2 separate regions of the Astyanax mexicanus genome follow, and region 1 is linked to region 2. The links are chromatin contacts, called in public Hi-C maps. All regions are on one chromosome and are shown on one strand. The core of a region is the stretch at or near the end of the contact, and the rest is flanking DNA. Distances in the headings are between cores, read along the strand shown.

The links. A called contact is a pair of places that touch in the nucleus more often than the background predicts.
Region 1: a contact with region 2 is called in a Hi-C map of blood, with 1.9 times the contacts expected there. The contact joins the promoter of commd6 here to the enhancer-like site in region 2. A contact is called at or near these places in 3 of 3 Hi-C or Micro-C datasets (blood and muscle).

The regions. Positions count from the first base shown.
Region 1 is chr11:4,976,349-4,981,017 of AstMex3_surface, forward strand. It overlaps commd6 (COMM domain containing 6), which reads right to left and starts at 1,546. Exons shown (of 7, transcript XM_007227788.4): 1 at 1,272-1,546; 2 at 566-624; 3 at 332-397; 4 at 166-242. The coding sequence starts at 1,296. grtp1b (growth hormone regulated TBC protein 1b) reads left to right here and starts at 3,902. Exons shown (of 8, transcript XM_007227790.4): 1 at 3,902-4,005. The coding sequence starts at 3,941.
Region 2 is chr11:4,933,571-4,938,049 of AstMex3_surface, forward strand. tbc1d4 (TBC1 domain family, member 4) reads right to left here. Exons shown (of 19, transcript XM_022680621.2): 11 at 2,967-3,109; 12 at 1,803-2,009. Among protein-coding and RNA genes, the nearest start is that of tbc1d4, 36 kb to the right of the region's middle. Within about 2 kb of position 3,026, the one cell type or tissue checked has an H3K27ac peak away from gene starts, as active enhancers do.

The DNA.
Region 1 (4,669 bases), core at 296-2,795, 41 kb after region 2:
TTTTCCAGGACAAATGGGAACCCAGAACATCATTTTCCACATGACTTCAAATAACAGACATCCAAAATTTGTCTCCTAAGAAAGTTAGTAAAGGTAAGGATGACATAACTGTATGGAGAAATAACACAATTTAATTTAGTAAAAATAAAGACAGATGTACTTTACCTAAAATGAAATGACAACAGCCTTATAACATCCTGGGCTGATTTCCAGTCAAGGTTTACTCCTGCTCTTTGAAATTTCTATTTCAAAAAGAGACAACAGTCACAAACACACAGTCAATATTGTGCAATTTTGCGAAACCAAATATATATAGGACAAAAAAACTTACATTACAGTTTTCCACCAAGTCTACCGCACTGGTCTTTCCTTGAAGATGAAGCAGAATCTCATGACACTGGAGAAATAAAAAAGATTGTCATCATATCTGTAGCCTAAATAATAATATATCATATTGCCAAACAGGCTTAAAGAGATTTAGGATTTAATTACTTAAATACAAAAAACGCTGCATCTAAAAGACATTATAAAAAAAAAAAGCAGAATAAATATGTTTAGTTCTTACTGTCTCCGAAAACACTTCTGATGGCAGCTTTCCAATGTTCCCGACCACAGCATCCACATCTGGAATGAAAGAGTACTATGAATTAGCAGGTTAAACCCTTTCAATCGTCTAAGATCATCTGTCTGTGAGTGGATTTGGGTTTCAATCAATATTTGGTTTTAGAACCCTGGTTTTTAATCAGTTTTTATGCATCTTGGCATGTTCTCCTTCACCAGTCTTACACACTGCTTTTGGATAACTTTATGCCTTTACTCCTGGTGCAAAAAGACAAGCAGTTCAGTTTGCTTTCATGGCTTGTGATCATCCATCTTCCTCTTTATTATATTTAAGAGGATATTAATTTGGTAAAATCAAAGAGCTGTATAATAATATGTAGTTATAGATCTGATATTATTACTAGCAAACATTTCATAGCTGATACCTGAAATACTGTACGTATCTACTGTACGTTTTTACTAGTAAAATAGCTATTATAGAGAGCTTGAATTAGAGTTTTTTTTATATTAAAAGTTTAATCTAATAGTTTAATAGTATCACTTGTATCATTTTAGGCTAAACATTTCACCATGAGGAAGTTTTCTTGGCATAGATAAACAAACTTACTGGAGAAGAAAGGGTTTAGCTAACTCAGGACAGAAATGAATTGATATATGAGCTAATATAAAATAAAACGTGTTTAAAGCTTCTATTATTTAATAAAACTCACCAGTCGACAGCTCCATTATTATCATTAATCAGATTTAGGGTTGTCTAACTCTCCTCTTCTCCTCTTCTCCGCTACAAAATCCAACACAGAAATCAAATCCCGATCCCAGACTGAGGCTTTTCAAGCGCTAAAATAAGCTGCAAGTGCTGTGGTCATTTCTACATGTTAAACTTTCGGTTATTTATCTAAAATAAGGTTAATATTTGTATTTTACTGCAGGTTTACAGCTCTACAAAAACACACCGAGCTACTACTTCCGCAAACGACACTGCTCCTCGCTGATTGGCTGAGATGAACATCGAGTTCTTAAAGGGCCAGTCTGAATTTAATGACATCATAGACTCATTTACAAACCATTATAAACCATTATAACCCATTAAACAGATTACACCCATTATAAATCCATTCATATCTATCATTTGCTCTGAGTGTGAGAGAAAGACAGGTTCCCTGGTCTGTATTATTAGTCTCTCATTCTGATTACATTTCTACACAGCTTCTATTGGCTTCATATGTGTTTTTTATTACTCACATTCTCATAGATTATGAGTTGCTTTTACATTAGCCATAGATTATATCATTATATCTTTATATCACTCTCTTCTCTGTTCTGTTATTTTTGCTCTTCTGCTACACTACCGGTCAAAAGTTTTAGAACACTCCCATTTTTTGTCCTTTGTCCCATTTTTGCAATTTAATCTCTTTAGGTCCAGTCAATAACCGAAAATGGTACAAAACCCAGTGTACAAAATTAGGCAGTAAACTGCCTGGGAAAAAAATAAACTAAATATTATTATTATATTATACTGTACTATTTTAGTATTGTAAAAAATAATACATTTTAAAAATATATATAATATTAAAAAATCATATATTGTTTAAAAACGAGACGCAATAATTAGCAAACAATTCATTGGTTAAGAGCTTACATATTAACTGATAGATTCTGGACAAGTCAGAAGTTAGCATTCATTTGACAATATGTTTTAAATACAAAATATGCTTAAAAAAAATTCTAAATTTCGATAATATTTTTTAACACAAATACATTGTTGTACATATTGGTTTTTTTTTTTTTACATTAGTACTAATTATACAGTTTGATGCAGAAGAAAGTTGAAGCCACAAAAGTTTCAATTAAATTATGATTACCTAATAATACTTTTTGAGTTATTTTGTCCCAAATAAAATTTTCCTGACTGATATCATCAGGCTTAGATTCAGTTTTACAGATTTTTGGGTCAAACTTTCTATGCAAAAGTGGCATGTGGAATTCGAAACCCCCATTTTTTCAGGTCAAATATACAGTTTATGAATGTGATAATTAATATTTCATAAATAACCTATTAGTCAGGAGCGCACTGTGCACTAAGCAAAGGTTAGACAGCTGCCTAGGGCCCCAGGTGGGTCATTATGAAGCATGGGATGCTGGTGATGATGCTAACGCTAGTATAGATAGCTTTGACTATCAGACACCTATAACATATTTTTTAACACAGATAAGCATGCTGTTTTGAATGGTAATAGTTCTGAGCAGACGCTGGTGTTGTGCTGGACTACTCATTAAACATGTTTAAATTAACTATCCTTAGACATGCAGTTTTAATAATGAATTAAATTGGCTGTCCAAAAGAGACATTTACATGTGTACACTGTTCGAATCCTGAGCCTGTAGCTCCACCTGCTGATAAAAGCTGTCTTTTCAGTTTAATAGACAATAATTTATTAAAACACACCAGTTCAGTTCTAGGATAAAATCTGAAGATGTAGGACTTCTTTTTTAATATACATACTGTACATATTTATATGTAAAATGTATATATGTTAATGTCATTATTTACTATAAATAAAATTTAAAAAGGCAATATATCTGGGTACATAAACACATGTTTAGATATGTATCTATCAAACATTCCTCCCAGAGTAGCAGCTGCATTCTCTATTATATGGGTTAATATAAATAATTAAAAATAGGAATTTTGGGACAGCTGCTGTATTTTATTGTTGTTAAAATATTCATTTTTAGTTTCTGTGATTTAAACATTACTAAAATGTAAGACTTGTTTCTCCTATTTTTAGGGGTGTTGGGACCCTATTGCAGGGTGCATTTACAGATCACTTGATCACATGAAAATGAGAACGTTTTAAAATGCAGTGCAGTCCAAGACCAGAGTTAATCCCTTTTCAGGAACCTGACCCCATATTTCCTAATGTGAACACCCCTTTAAATGAAAGATTTCATCAACTTTAAGTTGCATCCATTGCTGACATAGCTTGTCTAACACCAAGCATGGGAAAAGGGAGTATAAAGCCCCCCAGAACTGAGATATGAAGACAGTGGAACCCATAGTATATGGTGGCATAAGGAGGTGGATCAAGGCAATCAAATCCTCACAGCAGTGCTCCAACAGCCACTTATTACAACAAAAGCAGCATTAACTATTTTTAATTCTTTTTATTTCTGAGGCATCCCAATACATTTAACCTGTTTAATTACGCACAATTTCCATGCACCTGCTTCTCCATGTACATATTTGAACAAGGGCTGTAAATCCAGGTTGTAAATCCAGGTAAAGGGCGGGGTTTGTGTAATAAGTCACAGAGAAAGCAGCAGCCTGAGGACAGAGCTTCAGTATAATGAAGCTGTAGAGAGTCCAGGCTGAGCGGAGATGAGTCTCTTGGGTGGGCATGAAGCTCCTGAAGGCGAAATGTCTAATGAAAAAGACTGTCAGAGGTAAGCTATATATATACTTATACTTATACAAGATTAATCATTATTAATATCCTGTTCTTATCCTACATCAGAGCTGAAAACTAAGCCCTGAAACACCTGTATGTCAGCTGTCAGGTGTATGTCAGGTGATACACGTGTGTACAAGTGTGTGTGTGTTCATGACCAAGAGGTCACTGCTTGCTTGTTGTGGATTTAAATGACAGCCTAATTCCTCTTTTATTGCCCTTTTCATGTTAATCGTTGGCCTTCTGTGTTCCGTTCTGATTGAGGGATTAAGGGATTAACACTGTAATATAATAAGGTCAGTTTAGAAAGGAATAGAAAGGACGTCAAATCACCTGTAAAGAAGCTGAAGCCGAAAAGAGGATGGCTTCTACAGAAGAATATTAATCCTACACAATAATCCACAATAGACTACCTCGTGAGCTGCAGGATGAAGTTTTGCCAAGGTTCTCACCATCACCCAACCTAAATATTGTTGGAAATCTGTTGATAGACCTCAAAAAAGTTAATTAATGTAAAATGGTTTAAAAATCTTACAGAACTAGAAGCTTTTAGCAAGAAAATTGGTACAACTGAAATAATTGAGCAGGTAAAGTGGATTTCAGATCCAGGCAGTTGCTAGGCTGGTATTTTGTGGTTCCAGGTGGTTTTCATGTTAGCA
Region 2 (4,479 bases), core at 1,776-4,275:
CACTTACACACTTTTAACACGAATGCACTCAAACTCATTTCTGGGAAAACTCATCCCTGCATTCAGGGGTCACTAAAATAAAAATGTGCTCATACATTCCAATCTAAATATATCTTTGGCCCAGAATCCCAAACAGGGGCAATAACACTTGACCCACTAACAACAGGATAAAGGCAGAAACAGCCTGTAGCAGAATTCACTGGAGCTGATATGGCCGTGCCCGCTCTGGGCCTCTGCTGCAGCGTATGGAGCTTCACACTCTATAGTGATAACAGAACATACAGTATGCCGAGCCCCAGATAAACATGCAGCTGATGAAATCATGGGTTGAGCTTATGTTTGAGAGGGTGTGTATGAGGGCAGGGATGGTGGAACATGGGCATGTATACAAGTGGGAGAGTGTATGTATGTATGGCATGTGGTAGAAAAAAAAACAAAGCACAACATAATCAATATATATACCATTGGTACACATGTTTGTGGATTACACTTTTAATTAATGCATTACTCTACGTACTTTAAAATGAACACATAGCCGAACCAGGTGTCTGTAAAAAGTATGCACCTGTTTGCATGATGATGATAATGAGAGCCACGAGCTAAAGGGAGTGGTATAAAGCCCCAAGCATTGAGCAGTGGAACCATGTTCTCTGGAATGATGGTGCTAAATCCAGTACTTCTGGTATAGTTTTTGGGATTTCAGTGACTCAAAGCAAGAATTCCACTTTTTGACTGAAGGGGGAGCCCAAGAGCACACAATTCCAATTCTAAAAATGCGTAATGCTACTTTAACATTTTGACTGTTTGTTGCAAAATGTATTTTTATATGAAAAGTTTCCACTTTCAACCATTTGTAAAGTAAAAACCACTTTGTAAAGTGCTTTTTCAATTGAGCAATTCCATTTTTGTATTTATTATAGCTTCTTAGTGAGATTTAAAGCCACACTATGCAATGTTTTTTTTAATTATTCAACATGTTTCATACTATTTAAGATGATTAAATAAGTCATTACAGGGCAAATGTTGGTGTTCATGGCCGCCCTTGTGGTCTGTAGGGGAAAAAACATGCTTGCAGGTTCAGGAGCCCTCAATCCGAACCCACAGGCTCACAATTTTTAGGCATCATGAGAGAGTCTGTAAATACTAGGGACAGAGTGTAGAGAGTAAGAGGCAGGCTATGAGCTAGGGGTGAGAAAACAGCGAAAATCAATGTCGGAAAAGCAAGGAACAGGAAGAGCTCTTGACAGAGAAAGAAGTGAACCTTGGGCAAGCATTGTCCGAATGGAAAAAGCAACAGATCCTGCAGATGTTGCAGATTTAAGTGACATTAAAAACATTTCTCTCTTTTTCTGCAAGTTTCAAGATTTTTTACTAAATATTAAACTCAAAGATTAAGTTTCAAATGTATTTTACAATGAGGTGCATGAATCAGAAACCAATACAACATCTAGTCACATTTATAAGCCATAAAACTTATGAAAAAATTGTCAGCCTGCTGTGCTCAGAACAATAATGCATGGATGGGGAGGAACAGGAGGAACAGCAGCACAACTATTTTGTAAGAAAACCAACCAAGAGTTACATAGTGTGCCTTTAAAGCTGGCTCAAAAATTGGGTGTATTAACAGAAAGTTTATTCCCCATTGCTTCAATAACAGCCTCAATTTTTCTGGAAAGGCAGTAACAGAAATGTAATAGAAATTGGAACACGGTCTGATTGATGTGTTCCTGTGTGTATGTAAGTGTGTGTGTGTGTGTGTGTGTGTGTATGTGTATGTGTATGTGTATGTATATGACACTTACCCTCCAGTCGCTGGTTCTCTTTCTCCATGCGAATAAGAAGGATCTGTTGGTGGATGGCTTTTTTCCATAGTGCTCTGTAATCAGCTGGAGTGCGACAGCCTGTCTCTCCTCCTGTGCTTTGCTCTGAGGGCAGCAGTCCAGCCAGAGCGTCCTGCCTGGGGTCTAAGGCACAAGGAGAGAGTGGCAGCAGCTCATGGCCATCCATGTCTAAAAAAAATAAATTAAAAAAAAACATTTTTAATAAATTATTTAACTAAATAGAATACAAATACTTTACATAAACGTAAATCTTGTTTTATTTAGCATTTCAATTATTTTTTGCCACAATGCTAATAAGTCTACAATGCAACTGTACAATGCAACTGTAAGTCAATATAACAAATCAACTACAAATTTCATTGTCGACTAATTGTTAATTGGGAACAGTACCGCATAGCACAAAGTGCTGGAGAGAGAAGAGCAGTGGGAGTTGGGCAAATGGCTAACTCACAAAGTTTACACTCACAAAGTGTCCATAAGTGCCCAAACTCAACAGATTACATATTAAATCACTGAATATCAGTAATAGTAGGAGTCCTCTAATTACACAATGCTTTCATTGCAGATTGCAATGTCCAAAATGCCTGTCTGTCCTAAACTAATGGTGGTGGTAAATATGGTCAGCAACCTTACTGAAGCTCAGTGATTACCTGTTTAGCAGAAAAATAGCTAGCTCTCCTGTTTCCATGGCTGTAGCACACTCTTTAGCCTGCTGTCTATACTTGGCAACCCTGAGTGTGGAAGTTAGACTGGGGGAATGGCGGTGTCTAAATATAACACATATTTCTTTAAGTTATGGGTTACTACAGAAAAAAAATATTCCCTAATAGTCCTTTAAATGTGGATGAGATTCATCTCTGACAATCTACGAATGTGGTTTGAGCAATCTGTGGTTCCCGGGCTGAGAAAACTCCTGCTTTACACTGAAGAAATAGTCTATTGTGAACAAAACCCTGAGCTCAGGAATGAGCTGTACATTCTCTACACAGATCTCTACTATACTGACAATCATTCTTAAAAAGCACATGGTTTGCTCTATACTATTGACTGTAAACAGCATGATGTTGGGTAGAAAAGTGGTCATGTTGTGTCTGTACACACACTTCTCTGTGTGTATTTACACACCAGCCGTGGACGCCGCAGCCTTGTTCATGGGCGAGGCCACTCGGAGAAAGATCTTCTGACGCCAGGACACTCTGCGTGGAGTCACGACCACCAGCGAGTCACTGCTGCAGCCAGACAGTGTCCTCTTCCTGCCCTCTCCATTACTGTCACACACACACACATATACACACACACAGGGTCAGAGAATACACACAGCAAATCCTCTTACATTCTACCACAAAACATTTTCAGTCTTTGCCTTGAAATCGTTACTGACTAGATGCCAGGAAAATAATCTGACCTTCTACACAGTTTCAAAACGCTGACTGTTCAATGTGCATATCAGCCATAACATTAACACACCTATCTTCATCCACTGTCATCTGTCTAAAGATATATAACGCTAACATGTTGGTGCTACCTAACTATTCTGCCTACTTAATATTAGGCAGGTAGTGATAATGTTTTTTTTAATTTATTTATATTTTCTCATGTTTTTCTCCCAATTTCTCCCTTTTAGCTGCAACTCAGCTGTATCTCCTCCATCGCTGGTGATAAAACAACACAAGGAGGGTGAAGACTAGCACATGCCTCCTCCGATACATATGAAGACAGCCTCAGAGGACACAGCGACTCGATACATCAGCTCACAGATGCCTAAAGCTGATCAACATCACCCTAGGAGTGAAGAAGGGAGAGAACGCCATCTACCCACCCAGAGAGAGAGCAAGGCCAAGTGTGCTCTCCCAGGGTCTTTGTCAGCTGATGGCAAGCTGCATGACCGGGATCCAAACCAGAGATCTCCCGATCATAGTGGCAGCGCTTATAGCCCGTTGAACCACTCAGTGCCCCACTTGTTGATAATGCTGTGGCTGATTGGTCTGTACATACGCTACCAGCCAAAAGTTTTAGAACACCCCTATTTCTTTAAGTAGTCCAGTAACAGCAGTGCTGTATAAACCAGAAAAGCTGCTTTTTATCTTATCAATGACTTATCACTGCAGTTCTTCACCTGTCAGACTAACTCTAATTCTTCCCTTCTCTTCGCTGCTGAAACTGGGACTTAGTCCAATCATGTTAAGCTGAGCTAAAGGCTAAAGCTGTTTCCATGTGGGTCAGCCAGACCTCTAGCTGTACCAGTTTTCTCCAGTTTTCAAGAGTCTTCTGAAGGTGTAGAAAACAGGAAAATGGTAAAAAAAAAAAGAAAAAAAAAAGGGGGTGGTCTAAAATTTGTGACCGGTAGTGTATATACTGAAATCTTTACATTACATACAGTAAATATATATGCTTTTCCCAGCATCATATTTTTAGGCAAAGAAGAAAATATTTTTGCATAGAACTGCATAGAACTTGCAGGGTCTAATTTAGAGGCTGTTAGAGACAAAAATAATTATTTCATAATACAAGTTTAAAGCAACATACACAACACCAACAAAACAGCATACAATGCATTTTTTTGTTAGAAAGGAAACAAATATTTTAAGCATGAATTACTGGTTAAAGCCTACGTTACCTAAATTAAGCACAATTAAGA